Regions from separate parts of the Mus musculus genome. Here region 1 is linked to region 2. The links are chromatin contacts, called in public Hi-C maps. All regions are on one chromosome and are shown on one strand. The core of a region is the stretch at or near the end of the contact, and the rest is flanking DNA. Distances in the headings are between cores, read along the strand shown. Region 1 overlaps Galnt16 (polypeptide N-acetylgalactosaminyltransferase 16). Region 2 holds the start of Exd2 (exonuclease 3'-5' domain containing 2).

Region 1 (4,604 bases), core at 1,172-3,671, 110 kb before region 2:
AGTCTTCAGCTGGGGGCAGAGGGGAGGAAGGCAAGCTCATTTAGTTATGGGCATCGGATCATACTGGCTATCATGGCTGAAAGACAGCCCACTCCTCCTGGGTTAATTGAGGACCATTAGTGTCTATGAACCCAACTCTACCCTAGGGGGCACCAGAGAGCACCTGGCATATTGAAAGGGGATCTTTTATGTCAGGTGTGTGTGTGTGTGTGTGTGTGTGTGTGTGTGTGTGTGTGTGTCGTCTATCTGTCTGAGTACACTTGCTCATGTGTATAGGCATGGAGGCCAGAGGTCAACCTCAGGTGTCTCTCTCTTTATTCTTTACCTCGTTGCTTCTTTTTCCAAGACAGGCTCTCTACCTCTCTTGCCTTGGAGTTCATAGTTTTGGTTAGACTACCTGGCCAGTGAGGCACCCACCATCCACCCACACCCTTTCACTTCCCTGAGCACTGGCTGACAGATGCACCCTCTGTCACTTGACTTTCGACATGCGTGCTGGATATCTGAGCTCAGTTCTTCATGCTTGTAGAGCAAGCACCTTCTCTACCCAGGCATCTCCCTACCCCCTTGCTTCAGTTTGTTTGTTCGTTTGCTTTTATTTTTGTTTTTAATGTCATCTCACAGGTGTATCATTTCAACAACGCCACTCTTGCCCTTTGTTGGGTTCCAGGGTAGGGAAATCATCCCAGAAAAGACTAACGATTCCCTGCTTGACAGAGGTCCATGTGTGAGAACCAGGATGGCAGCAGAGAGCTCATCTCAACAACTGGGGGAGCAGCCAGGACGGGGGGCATGGAGAGGCAGATGAAGAGAAGATGAGTACTTACGATCCGAACTGAAGTCATCCACTAAAATGATCTCCTGGATCAAGCTGGCAGGAGTTCGGTTCAGGACGCTGGAACAGTAGTGGGCACAGAAAACGAGCCTGCAGTCAGCCTTTCTTACACATCCCTGTAAAAGCCTCTCTCACCACGGAGGCTCCTGCCCACCCCCACGACTGGGATGGGGCGCCTGTCTCTCTCTGAGAAAGGATACCCAGGCCTCATCACTCCAAGCACTGTCTCTGGGTACTCCTTCCTGAGTCCCACTTGCATCTAAGTGTACTGCGGAGGTGGCATGTGTGCAGGAGGGGAATATCTCTCTGATGGTTACCAGGAACCTGCTGGGCTGATACCCAGCTTGCCCTGCCTGCCCAGGCTCCACTCAGAGCCTGCTGCAATGTCTACCTTCTTGGATTTGACCTTGGGTTTGACTTCTTGCTTTTGACCTCTTGTGTCTCCCAAAAGATTCACCAGATCTAGCTTCTTGGACAAGACTTAGCCTCCTAGAGCTTGCCTCCACAGTGTCTACACAGAAACTAGTCAGAAACTCCCTGGCCACCAAAGACCCCCACGGGACAGAGCCACTGAGATGACAGCCCATAAGGATGAGGGGATTACCTCTTCACTGTGCGCAGGAGTGTGGAGCGAGCCTCGTTGTGGAAGGTGATGATGACACTGGTGGCCGGCAGGTCCGAAGAATAGGACAAGGATGGGCAACTGAGAAAGGACGGGAGTCAGAGGTGAAGGGGGTCAGAGGTGAGGGGGTTCAAAGGCAAACAGTATTGGCATGCCTGGACCGCTAAGTGCTTTTCTATACCCACTTTGCTGTGCCCTGGGACAGACAGCTCTGTAATGCAGAAGGAATTCTCAAAGCTAGGATAGAGCCTGCCTCCTACAACATGACGTTCCATCCCACAGGGGCCCAGCACCCACTTGCTACCTGGCCTGGGGTCTAGGAAGGAAATTGCAGATTGAGGAGTCGTCCTAAGCCTGGGGGTTCTTTGCCAAAGACCTAAAGTACCACCACACACATGCACACATGCACTGACTTCTGGGAAGGTTTAGGGTCTATGTGTAGGCTCCAGGATACAGCCAGGAGCCAAAGCATGAGGCTACTGCTGCTGAGGCAGACCGGTGGGGCGAGGTAGATGGGTTGGGGAGAAAACCACCTTCCTTTTGCCTTCTCACATCCTGATGCTTTTTCTTCCCTGTCTCCCAGCTCTGGTAGGATCTGGCCAGAAATTCCTCCCACTCTGCCTGCAGGGTGGGGGTGGAGGGACTTCCCTCCCACTCTCTATAGCACTAACAGCCCTGCAAGAGCTATCAGGCGGAGGCAAGCCTGCAGGACAACAGCTTCCCAGAAGACACTGAGGGCAGTCCCTGCCACTCTGCTCCCTCTTCTGCAGCCCCGGGGTCCCCCAACCTGTCTTTGGATCCCCGGCTCCCTCTCATCTCAGCAAAGGGAATTAAAACCGTCATTCCCACCGGCCTTCCTTCCTATCTATCGCTCCTGTGAATGCATTCATTCCTGGCTCCAAACCGCTGGAAGGCAGGCGCCCGCCTCCGCTGGTTTTCCTAAGCGATGTTCTTTATTACAATCGCTCCACACTACTCCAGCGATGACTATTTTTTTCATTACAGCGTTCACCCCACTGACAGTAGCTCACAGTGTGAATTCCCAGGCCCACATCCTGCCCTGCAGAGAGGCCAGGTCAGGCAGGCGGGGAGTCCCACTGCTTGTGTGGGGAGGGCTGTGGGGGGAGGGTCTCTCTTCTGCTCCCAGAAGCCAGGCTCCCAAGGGGAATACAGTTCTACAGAGTCCCAGTTCTTTGTCCTTGTCCCCAGATGTCATGTCTAAGGAGAGAAGCTAGATAATAATGTTTTTCTCTCCTTGTAGGAGGCAAACCTCCTACACTTGTCTGAAGGGTGGACTTGAACTTCCCCCGCACCTACATTCTTCTGGGATTTAGATGGCGGGTAGAGCTAGCTACCCAATTCCCAGGAGCCAGGAGTTGTTCAAGAGGCTGTCCCATGTCTATATTGGGAAGGTTTGCTCATGTTCTCAACAAGTCTGCCTTATGTCATTTCCCACTCTGACAGTAGCATCCCAGCCAGAGGCCAGGACCAGGAGCTAGCCTGCAGCATGGAGTCCAGTGGAAGCTGTATCTGGGGAAGGCAAGGTTTGCAGGAGCACATTGGCTTTACCAGGCTGGTACCTCCTATGCTCCCCCTGCGACAAGTGTGCATGTGCGTGCACACACACACACACACACACACACACACGTTGATCTACTTCAGCCCTCTGAGAGGATTTAGCAGTAGCACATGGCACCTCACCAACCCACCACAGCCCTGGGTGTGCAAAGCCCCCAGCAGTGTTCCCCCTTTTAGTATCTCAGCAAATACACGAGGAGAGCCAAGGTAGGTTGAGGTGGGAAGGTGGACACAGATGATCTAGGCCAAGCCCTCAGTTGACATATGAAGTCAGGACATAGATTCCCCTAGGTCCTGAGGACTGAGTTAGCCATGATTAGGGCTGTCCACTGAAGGTCTTGAAGAACAGCAGTACATGAACCTACCATTGCTTGCAGTAGAGAGAGAGAGGAAGCTGCCCTCAAGCTGACTGACAAAGGACTTAAATGTTGGTTTGCTAGCACCTGTAATCTCAGCATTTGAGAGCTGAGACTGGGAGAGAATCAAAGTTTAGGGCTAGCCTGGAGTACATACAGTGAATTCCAGGCCAGCCTATGCTATACTGTAAAACCTGGTCTTGCACATACTTCACACACACACACACACACACACACACACACACACACACACACCCTGCCACACACATCAAGAAAAAGAAAAGAAGGAAATAAAAACATAGGAATATCACATGCTGACTGAAGGGCAGATGAGGCCAGGCATGGGGGTTGGGGGGGGGCAGGGGTTCTGCAGAAGGAGTAGAATGTTTCTGATGATGGCAGGTGATGGCAGGAAGAGATAAGAGGTGATAGCACATACTCGAGATAGGACACATCAGACTGAACCCAGGAAGAGAGCTGCTGACTTGCCTTGTGAGTCCAGTCACACCAAGCAGGGACTGACTGGTGGAAGGCTTCTCTGGCCCTGGTCTAGGACCTTGCCCATCTCCCACAGGAGAAGAACAAGGATCAAGACCGGGATGCTTTTACAGGAGATGCTGGGGCCAGGGAAGGAGGCAAGAAAAGGATGCCACGCCGGGCATGGTGGCGCACGCCTTTAATACCAGCACTCGGGAGGCAGAGGCAGACGGATTTCTGAGTTCGAGGCCAGCCTGGTCTACAAAGTGAGTTCCAGGACAGCCAGAGCTACACAGAGAAACCCTGTCTCGAAAAACCAAAAACCAAAAACCAAAAAAAAAAAAAAAAAAAAAAAAAAAAGAAAAGGATGCCAAGGGGCGTTCACAGCCTTTTACTGTTTAAAGAGGGAAGGGCTGGAGCCCTTGTGTCAGTATTCGGCTCACCGTCTTGGGTTTTCTTGAGGTCCCCTGGCAGGCTACTCTTACTGGGATGTCTGATTGAGGACAGAGGGAACCTTCTGCCTTCAGCTGGGGGTTTCCATGACCTTTCCATTGAAATATAGTAGGGCAGTGCCAGTAGGACATAGTAGGCCGGGGGGGGGGGGGGGGGGCAGAGGCAGGCAGGTCTCTGAGTTCCAGGACAGCCAGGGCTCCACAAAGAAACCCTGTCTTGAAAAACCAAAAAGAAAAGAAAAGAAAAGAAAAGAGAAGAGAAGAGAAGAGAAGAGAAGAGAAGA
Region 2 (5,066 bases), core at 1,078-3,577:
ATCTACAGTGGCGTCCTGCCTCCAAAATATGCTAGGGCAGTGGTGACAACAAAGCTCATGGAATAACTGACCAACATCTCATCTGACTTAAAGCTCCCTCTCTGAGATGGAACCTATACCCAACATTGCTTGTGGTGACCAACAGCAAGAAACTAGATAATCCAGGGACCTGGGTGAGAACAAATACCACTCTTCATAAAGGGGGAGGCAGTAAAATGACTCCTAATGACATACTGCTATACTCCTAGATCAGTTCAGCTTTTATCAAGAGTTTTCTCCTGTAGCAGAATGTGAATACTGAGACCCACAGCTGGACACTGTGCAGAGTGACTGTGATGGTTTGTATATTCTTGGGCCAGGGAATGGCACCATTTGGAGGTGTGGCCTTGTTGGAATAGATGGGTCACTGTGGGCGTGGGCTTAAGATCCTCACCCTAGTTGCCTGGAAGTCAGTCTTCCACTAGCAGCCTTTGGATGAAGACATAGAACTCTAAGCTCTGCCTGCACCATGCCTGCCTGGATACTGCCATGCTCCTACCTTGATGATAATGGACTTAACCTCTGAACCTGTAAGCCAGCCCCAATCAAATGTTGTTTTTATAAGACTTGCCTTGGTCATGGTGTCTGTTCACAGCAGTAAAACCCTAACTAAGACAGTGACAAACCTCGAACACTCAGCTCTAAATGTGGTGCCTCCCATCAAACCCTTCCCCTCAGGGCTTAGGGACCCCACACCCCAAAGAGGAGGTGGAAAGAGTGTAAGAGCCACAGGGGATGAAGGACACTAAAAAACAAGACCCTCTACATGAACTCAACAAAGCTCATAGGAACTCATGAGAGGCTGGGGCTTCATGCCCAGGGCCCACGCAGGAGTTCAACAGGTCCTCCACTAAGTTACAGCTTCCAGTTTAGTGTTTTTATGGGATCCCTGAGGATTCAAACAAGCAGGTCTCTGACTCGTATGTCTTCTCTTGGTGTCTTTGCTGTTTGTCTTGTCCAATTTTGATTTGATGGTTTTATTTAGCTTATATTTTATTTTGTTCGATTTTATTATAACCCCTTAGAAGCCTGTTTGTTTTCTAATTGAGACAGAAAGGGAGTGGATTCGGATGGGAAGGGAGGTGGGGAGGAACTGGAAGGGGTGGAGGAAGTGGATACCACAGTCGGAATATATTATGTGAAGAGAAAAAGATGTATTTTCAACAAAATAATTCAACAGCACCAGCTACTTTTCCAGAGGACGCAAATTCAGCTCCTAGCACACTCCCTCCCACCAGGCAGCTCACAGGCGGCTGCAACTCCGGCTCCAAATAACGCACACACATAAACAAAAATAAATCTTGACTTAATCCCAGCACTTGGCAGAGGCCAACAGATCCCTGAGTTCCAGGCCAGAAAGGGCTACATAGCGAGAGACCCTCCCCCTCCCCACTACTCCAGTTCTTTAAAAAAGAAAAAAAAAAAAAGAAAAAAAGAAAAAAAAGTTACTAAAAACAAAACAGTTCTGTGTTTCTAAGGAATGGTTACATAAGGGAATTTGCGTCCAATCGTGTACCAAAGCTTATAAATACTTGAGTTGTCTGAATTTTGGTGAACAGCTGTCCATTTTTAATAAATAAGATTTAAAGTTCTAGTTTGATCTGCCCCGCCAAAAAAAAAAAGCCAAAGCCAAAGGTGAAAAGCCAAAGCCAGAGGTGGTGCCCAGCAAATCGACGGGCGGCGAGCGATGTGGCCCCGCAGGTCCCGGGTGGGGCGGGTCCCCCGAAGCCCGGAGGAACCCCGGCGGGGGCTGCTTTTTAACTGACGAGGTCAGAAAGCCTTGAAGGGTTGGTGGATGCTCCTGACGAGGAGACGGGCGGATGGAAAGGGGCGGCCCGGGAAGGCTTGGGGACCAATGGCGGGACGAGTCCTCCCCGAACCTGAGGGCTCAACCGCCCACACCGAGAGTGAGGGGCCAAGAGGCCGCGCCTCAGGGCGGGGAGAGGGGCAGTGCCAACAACGCCTGGGCACCTCTGCAGCCCAACAGTCGCCCACGCGCAAAGTGGTCCCTTCAGCATCACCACCCTCTCGAGCCGCGCTGGAAACCCCTCTGCCTGCCACACAACCCCAGAGAGGACTTTGCCAACCCGAGCTTCCCTTACCTGCGGCCTCCAGCCTCGACCGAACACCTGCGGCACCCCACGCTGACAAGCTGGAACCCCCGCGGCGGTCTGGGCGCACCCACCCGGATGCATAAAAGCCGTAGCCACTTCCGGCCCAGTGGCTGGCCAGGAGGATACAACCCCCGTGGTGTGTGCCTATGGGCCGCGCCATTTTGTACGGAAGCCGCTAGGGCAGCATTTCCTCCCCAGGTTCTCGGTTAAAGGATGGGGAAGGAGGGTTATAATTGCGAAGACTTAATGTCTTCAGAAAAGTGGTGTTTTCTGAGATGCCGCTTCGTCTTTTGGTTTTGGCTTTGAAGGAAGAAGCCTATTGAACTTTCGCTCACAAATGCAACACAGGACATTTTTTCTCTTTTACCCAGGGTAGCGTTTCTCCACTACATTAATTTTCTTATTTTTTTTCCATTTTTTTATTAGGTATTTAGCTCATTTACATTTCCAATGCTATACCAAAAGTCCCCCATACCCACCCACCCCCATTAATTTTCTTATATTCGAGCGGGAAAATAAGGAAACTGTTTACAGAATGTGCTCTTCATTCGCGTTATATATTATAGCCATTAATCTCTCTCTCTCTCTCTCTCTCTCTCTCTCTCTCTCTCTCTCTCTCTCTCTCTCTCTCTCTCTCTCTCTCTCCCTCTCTCTCTCTCTCTCTCTCTCTCTCTCTCTCTCTCTCTCTCTCTCCCCTCTCCCCATCTCCCTCTCTCTCCCTCCCTCTCCCTCTCTCCCTCTCCCCTCTCGTACATGTCTGAAGATGCCAGAAGAGGGCGTTGAGCCCCTGGAAAAGATTTATAGAGCCGGCGTGGATTTCTGAGTTCGAGGCCAGCCTGGTCTACAGAGTGAGTTCCAGAACAGCCAGAGCTACACAGAGAAACCCTGTCTCAAAAAACCAAAAAAAAAAAAAAGAAAGAAAGAAAAGAAAAGGAAAAAAAATTATAGAAAGTGTTGAGCTATTGTGTGGGGGCTGTTAATTGAACCTGGGTCCTCCAGAAGAGCAACCAGTGCTCTTTACTGTTGTCATCTCTCCTGGTCCCTATATCCTCATAACAACCACAATATTGTCTATATATGAAACCATTCATTCAGGATTGATTTTTTTTTTAAGGGGGTTAAAGCAGGGTGTTGTGTAGCACAATCTGGCTCTCAACTCTCAAAATGTGAGCAAAGGTGACCTTAGATTCCTGATCTTCCAGCTTCCATCTCCCAAGTGTTAGGATTACAGGCAGGCTTGGGCCACCACACCCCGTTTATGCAGTGGTGGGGATCTAGACCTCAGGCTACAATGATAAATTTGAGGTAAGCCTGGGTTACACGAAACGCTATCTCAAAAAGGAAGGAGTTTTGTTTTGTTTATAAATTTTCATCTTTTTCTGTCCACTCAAGAAGCTTAGAGGCTGGTTGGAAACATCCACAGTAGCACTTGAGCACACACACATACAATGTGAGAAGTGAGAGGACATCTTTTGAAGATACAGAAATTTGAGGGAAATGCCCATAATAATTTTAGAACTCTATAAAATCCTCTCAGACATGGTGCTATTCTCACACATCACACAAAGGGATAAGTCACTGAACAACCCACAGGTTAAATATGAATTCTCTTTGTTTTGGAGGAAATCACTAAGGGATTGAGGTGAAGATGACAAGGAGACAAGAAACTCTAAGACTTTATACAAAGTAAGTGGTACATGCCTATAATCCCAACACTTTATATAAAGTAAATGGCACATGCCTATAACCCCAGAACTTGGGAGGGGGAAGCCTGAAGATCAGAAGTTCAAGGCCATTGGCCATACAAGTAGTGAGTTTGGGACTAGCTTGGCTGACATTAGAGACTTGGTTTTAAAGAAAAAAAGAGAAGGAGGGAGGGAAGAAAGGAGGGAATACAGAAAATCAGAGAAGAGTCAGCAAAGAATTTAAAGTTCTTGGAAGGAGAATACAACTATAGAAGAGAGTTGTTAAGGAAGAGAGAAAAGTTTAAGGTGTTTGATCTTCCAGAGACAAAGGTCAGTAAAGTCTGTCATTCTGTCCTGCTTTTGTTCTAGTAGATTCTTTGGAGGAGTTGAAATAGATAAAGAACTCCAAATCCAGCTTTGCAAGAAGGCAACACAAGGCTACTTCTGGATCTGCTGGAGCTGGAGGGCAAAGAGTGGCCAGATGACATGTAGCCACAGACATGTAGACCACAGAAGAAATATCACCACAGGAGAGTTAAAGGTGATAGATTGAAGCTGGGTGGCAGGGCACAAGCCTGTAATTCCAGCTCTTGGGAGATGGAGGCAAGAAGACCAAGTTCAGCCAGCCTCAGCTATATGAGGGAGGCCCAGTCTAAAACACAGACACACACACACACACACACACACACACGGGGTGGGGAGGAGAGGACAAGTATTGTGGTACATACCTATCATCCCAGCACTGGGTGGGGGTGGGGCAGGGGTACTGAAGCAGAAGTATTACTACAAATTCAAGACCACTTTGATTTATATATCAAGTTCCAGACCAGCCAGGGCTGCATAAGCAAGACTTTATCCCAACCGTGCCCCCACAAAGTGTATTAAATATATAAAACTTCAAGGTGGGGTGGCTCGAGAGATGTGAGCTAGATTGTGAGCATTTGCTGCTCTTGCAGAGGATCCGGGTTCCATCTTTGAGCACCCACATGGCAGCTCATAAGCATATGAAACTCCAGTCCTCAAATCCTTCCCTGGCTAGCAAGGCCCACTCCAGTGATGTTCCTGTCTCAACCTCTCCCAGTGCTGGGGTTACAGGTGCAGCCACACAGTGGCGTGGATTTGCACTCAAGCCCTTGGTGTTTTCACAGTAAGGACTCTTAGCCCACTGAGCCACCCCTCGAGCCCAGAGGTCATTGACAAGGGGCTGCTGCTGCTGCTACTACTACTA

Evidence for each region. Hi-C and Micro-C count contacts between places; a contact is called where the count stands out from the background.
Region 1: a Hi-C map of nephron progenitors shows a contact between it and region 2, with 2.7 times the contacts expected there. The contact joins the enhancer-like site here to the promoter of Exd2 in region 2. A contact is called at or near these places in 1 of 484 Hi-C or Micro-C datasets (nephron progenitors), 2 of 115 datasets of contacts at active chromatin or transcription factors (embryonic hindbrain and embryonic stem cells) and 2 of 9 other capture datasets (adipose tissue and pancreatic islet).

What each region holds. Positions count from the first base shown.
Region 1 is chr12:80,572,793-80,577,396 of GRCm38.p6, reverse strand. Galnt16 (polypeptide N-acetylgalactosaminyltransferase 16) reads right to left here. Exons shown (of 15, transcript NM_001081421.2): 3 at 1,440-1,538; 4 at 828-895; 5 at 1-9. Among named protein-coding and RNA genes, the nearest start is that of Gm23817, 48 kb to the left of the region's middle. Within about 2 kb of position 2,421, at least 32 of the 459 cell types and tissues checked have an H3K27ac peak or open chromatin away from gene starts, as enhancers often do.
Region 2 is chr12:80,460,356-80,465,421 of GRCm38.p6, reverse strand. Exd2 (exonuclease 3'-5' domain containing 2) reads right to left here and starts at 2,327. Exons shown (of 9, transcript NM_133798.3): 1 at 2,142-2,327.